Linked DNA regions of Zea mays: region 1 is linked to region 2. The links are chromatin contacts, called in public Hi-C maps. All regions are on one chromosome and are shown on one strand. The core of a region is the stretch at or near the end of the contact, and the rest is flanking DNA. Distances in the headings are between cores, read along the strand shown.

What was found. Hi-C and Micro-C count contacts between places; a contact is called where the count stands out from the background.
Region 1: a contact with region 2 is called in a Hi-C map of leaf, with 3 times the contacts expected there. The contact joins the promoter of LOC103635497 here to the promoter of LOC100191345 in region 2. A contact is called at or near these places in 2 of 25 Hi-C or Micro-C datasets (leaf and tassel).

What each region holds. Positions count from the first base shown.
Region 1 is chr8:86,054,608-86,057,307 of Zm-B73-REFERENCE-NAM-5.0, forward strand. LOC103635497 (elongation factor 1-alpha) reads right to left here and starts at 1,302. Exons shown (of 3, transcript XM_008657931.4): 1 at 1,062-1,302; 2 at 1-347. The coding sequence starts at 327.
Region 2 is chr8:85,847,052-85,849,751 of Zm-B73-REFERENCE-NAM-5.0, forward strand. LOC100191345 reads left to right here and starts at 1,415. Exons shown (of 8, transcript NM_001136779.1): 1 at 1,415-1,550; 2 at 2,103-2,215. The coding sequence starts at 1,472.

The DNA.
Region 1 (2,700 bases), core at 52-2,551, 210 kb after region 2:
AGCCTGGGAGGTACCAGTGATCATGTTCTTGATAAAGTCACGGTGTCCAGGGGCATCAATAACGGTGCAATAGTACTTGGTGGTCTCAAACTTCCACAGAGCAATATCAATGGTGATACCCCTCTCACGCTCAGCCTTGAGCTTGTCAAGCACCCAAGCATACTTGAAGGATCGCTTGTTCATTTCAGCGGCCTCCTTCTCAAACCTCTCGATCACACGCTTGTCAATGCCTCCAAGCTTGTAGATCAGGTGGCCGGTGGTTGTCGACTTGCCAGAGTCGACGTGGCCAATAACCACAATGTTGATGTGAGACTTCTCCTTACCCATGGCTGGAGGCGAAGCTTAAACTGTTAAGCCATACGAATCAATAATTAGAAACACTAGTAAACAACTCCCACTAACAAAATTTATTAGACGGGGTCAAAACTGAATCTAACGTTGAAACCGCAGTCATCAGCTTTAAGAAAAGCATCATACATATCAGCAGTGGAAAATGTAAAGCAGCAAACAAAAAACAAAGCAAACGACATAATATAAACACAAAGCAGGCCTAGAAAAAATATCAAACTAGCAAGTGTGCGCACAGAATTTTGAGCCAGTAAAAATTGGACACAACTACATAAACCAGATCAGAAATCTGGTCATATTTTGTGGTTGCAACTCTTACTGCACATGAACTGCGAAGACACATACAGAGCAAAGTATCTGCAAAACAGAAACTACAGTAGCTCTACACCTTAAAAATTCGATCTGACACTTACTAAGACCACGTAACAGGACCACAAGCACAATCACTAAGTCATCCAATTCCAACGACGATGCGTAAGTAATTCATCTGATCCAGATGAAACAATCCATAAGAAACAGGTTATTGGAACAAAGAAGCAAACAAAACCCAAAAACAACTAAGGGAATGGAGGTGCAATAGCTACAATTGCACGCAAAACCGAGGACCGAATCACTAAAGGCACGGGGAGGCAGCAGAGTACAACTTTGGTCCAGTCGCTATCGCATGAAGCAGCTCAAGAACAGAGGTCGAGCGACAGTGAACGAGGTGATACCTTGCAAGAGAGGAGGCCAAAGTGGAAGAGTAAACGGCAGAACCGCAGAAGACGGCGGCGTGTTGGGGAGGAAGGTGCTGCCTTCTAGGGTTCGGGATTTATATAAGGGCGTCGGTGTAGGCCGGACCAGCCCAATAAAATTGACTACCGAATGGAGGCCCAGGACCCATAAACTCAGCCAGAGATTGTATGTGGACGGGCGGACGGCTGAAGGACATTGTTATGGAGAAACATGCGACTCTTCAATGCCGCCAGAAATAGGCACTCATAACCATGGATCCGGATACTTATTTCGATATCAAATTTTGGTCTTTTTTGGATTGTGAAAAAATAATATATAGAATTTGTTATGTAAATTTATATTCTTGCTTTTAGCATTGAGGCTATTAATCTTAAAAAAATAAGCATTAAATTCGTTTTATATCTTTTTAAATAATTGATATAAAATTTGGATGTCTATCTGAATACGGATTCGAGTGTTTTTCAACTTTTTTTTTAGGAAAAAATAATGTACATAGAAAATTATACAAAAAATATTTAAATACTTCATAATATTCTTAATAACATTGCCAAAAAAATAGCTTTAAATTCTATGTATATCTATGTTAAAATATTAGATTTGTGGTATAAGTCGGATGTTTTAGGAATATCCATAACTCCAAATCAACAGTTAGTATAATTAAAATGGCTTAATTAAGAATCTAAAAGAACAGGGACAGAGAAATAAAGTGTAGAAAGGAGAATTAGGGCATGTACACCTCAAAACCTTTTGATCGGTTTTTCTAGTATAAAAGATAGTTAAGAGACTACATAATGTAAGAGAGTGTCTCTAAATCACAAATACTCCCTCCATATAGGATTTAGAAGTCGTTTTAGGGCTAATTTGGTGGACATGTCCCCCATGGATACCTTTCATTTCCATGTACACCAAACTAGCCCTTAGGGACATGTACAAGTTTGTAGAATAGAAGTCGCAGCGAGTTGCATATATAGTTTGGGACTGATTTACACCCGCTCCTTCGCAAGTGATGTCGTCTTTGACGCATCTATTCCACTCGCATACTGTTGGAGACCATAATTAGGGGTACCCCCAAGACTCCTAAACTCGGTTGGTAATCACCATCAGCACAAGCTGCAAAAAGCCTGATGGGCACGATTCAGGTCAAGGCTCTGTCCACTCAAGGGACACGATCTCGCCTCGCCCGAGCCCAGCCTCGGGCAGGAACAGTAGACCCAGGCGGATTCACGCCTCGCCCGAGGGCCTCCTCAAGCAACGGGCGCACCTTCGACTCGCCCGAGGCCCAGCTCGGGCAGGCTTCGCAGTGAAGCAACCTTGGCCAGATCGCCTCGCCAACCGACCGTATCACAGGAGCATTCAATGCAAGGATCGCCTGACACCTTATCCTGACGCGCGCTCCTCAGTCGGCAGGGCCGAAGTGACCGCAGTCACTTCGCCCCTCCAGTGACTGACCTGACAGGAAAACAGCGTTGCATGCCCTGCTCCGACTGTTGTGCCACCCGCCAGGGTGAGGCTGACAGCAGCCGAGTCCAGCCTCAGGCGCCATAGGAAGCTCCGCCTCGCCCGACCCCGGGGCTCGGCCCCCGCCTCGACCTCGGAAGACGGTCTCCGCCTCGCCCG
Region 2 (2,700 bases), core at 165-2,664:
GCCATCAGGTGCTGAATTCCTTGCAGTTCTTACGAATGTTGATGATTTTTATGGTTGTGACGAAGCTCTCTCTTATGACGAAGCTAGATCAAAACGATGCTTTCCTTGAGAATGCAATGAGAAAGCTTCGGCTATGGTTAAATTTTTCAGCAGCACAACAGTACAATGACAATGAATGCTGTGGTAACTTCACACATACCCGTCTGTTTATATAGTGCTGCAGGTGTGAAGGTGAATCGTCAAGTCGCCCGTACCCGCTCAACAGTCACTCGCACTCACTGAACGGTGGACCACGGTGCGTGCGAGATGAATCGGCAGATCGTGCATACCCGCTGCATGGTGGGACCACCCCGCGCTCAGATTATTTTAATCGTTTCTCGGTAACGAGCTCAGGGAAGGTGTTTTTCAGACCTTCGGCATTCCGAAGCCTAGGACAATTTTTCACGGATCAAGCTCGTTACGAAAAACGATCTAGCACCACGAAGGGCTACTGTTGGGGGTCTGCTTCGTAGCCGAAGGTCCTGTAAGAAGAAACACCTTCGGAAGATCAGCACGGAAATAACGCCGAAGCTACCTTACAGGGAACTTCGGCATAACGACATGTCTAAGACGAAGGGTTGCACCGACTTAAAGATGAAAAGACAGATTGACTCATGATAGTTTGTGTCATGATTGTAATCTTTTTGTAAAGGGTATAAATGTAATTTCACACAGGCTGCGCCCTGTGCCTATAAATAGATAACACTACCCCCGTACTGTAGACGCTGATTTGTACTCGCTCGTGCATCACACTTGTTCTTTCTCCTTCTGTTAAGCCGAAGGTACAAATGTAATTTTATATTATTTCTATTTATCCATGACAATATAATAAAAGATGAGTTAGTAATATTATATGATTATTCATATTGTTTCTTATATTTTACATGCTTCTTCTTTCATTATCATATACTGAGAAGGTATGTCTTTCATGACCTTCGTGTGAAGATCATTATATGCTAAGGGAAATAGTGCTTCAAAGGACGAAGAGCTTTTACCTTTAACATTTTGTATTGCCTTAATCTTAATTCATAGCATTTAAGAACAAGTCCCCAACAATTACGATACTTATTGATTATAAAAAGAATAAGCATATTGGAGATAAAAACCCGCGGGTAACCCGTGTGTACCCGCAAACCCAATGGGTTTGAGTTTGGGTAAAATTTCAAAATCGTCACATGTATAGGTTTTTTAATGAGTGAGGTTTGGGATAGCAAAATTCGGCGGGTTTGTACCCGTTGTCATCTCTACCCGAACCGAACCGTATAAAGACGGTCACGCACTGTATAAAGACGGTCGGATTGGACTCGTACCGGATTAAAAAACGTGCTTCAGCTGGGCTTTCGGGGTTACATCAATATTTCTCTTCCTCCACTTCCCATCCTGTTCGTGACTCGTGATTTCGCCGCCGGAAAGCCGAGGGAGAGGGAGCGAGATGGGGTTCGTCGGCGACACGATGGAGTCAATCCGCTCCATGCAGATCCGCCAATTGCTCACGCAGATCATCAGCCTCGGTGACGCTCTCTGCCGCACCCTCCTCTTCTTTCCCCCCTGCTTGTTTTTTTTTTCTCCTCGAGATCTTTGTAGTGCGTTTGGAGCCCTATAATTCTTGGGTTTGTGGTGAGGCCTTTGCCATGCGAGTCTACTACGATTTTAATTAGCGGGACAAGTCTTTTTTCCATTTCCAGTGGTTTTTGCCGTAAGATCGGTGGAGACTGCTCCTGATTCTTCATCTGGTTCTATGATCTGAACTCTTTAGCTACCCCCCTTAAGAATCATAAAAATGCGTAGATGAGAACAGTAGTCGAATTGGGTGTGACAGCTTTAGAGAACTGGATTTTGTTTTTTTTTCTTCTTCTCCTCTTTTATTATCTGGAGCGTTTATAATGATGCTTATGCACTGAAGAAGTGATTAAGTTTCTTGTGGGTTACTCTAGACTCCAGTTGTCGCTAATAGCAATTCAGGTTTGTACACTGGGACTTTCCTGCGGTTTGATATTTGACTGTTAATTTGCAACATGAGTCTCATGAGGAGGGTTTTAACTTTCGAATTTTTCTCTTTGCAGGTATGATTGTTACCTCTGCATTAATCATATGGAAGGGGTTGATAGTTTTCACAGGGAGCGAGTCACCAGTTGTAGTGGTTCTCTCTGGTAGCATGGAACCTGGATTTAAAAGGGTTTGTTTACTCCCTACATTGCTACATGCAAATTACCTTTGATGTTGTATGCTTTTTTATGATATTTATACGTTTGATGTTGACATCATCAACTGTTTAGCACAAAGGAACATTTCCATTTTTTATATGAATGCTTCTCACTTTGCTTTAAGTTTGTATACGTCGAATGTCAGCATAGTTTCATTGTTCTTATTACCAGATTTTTCCTTTTAAGTTAGTATACTTTACAAAAATATCACATTCCTGTCCCAGTTGTCACAAAATAACCACTTCTAGTGCCGATTTCATAAAACTACCAAAACTTTGGGTTCCCTTCTCACAAACTTGCAACATTGTGCCCTGAGAACCTGGACCCACTTGCCAGCATCACATAGTGCAGAAAAAAAGAATGGCCCCAATCTGTTGCAATATATGATGCTGTCCAGTGGGCTCAGGTGCTCAAAACATTTTTGGGGCAATACACTGTTCACAGAGTAAAGTTTGAA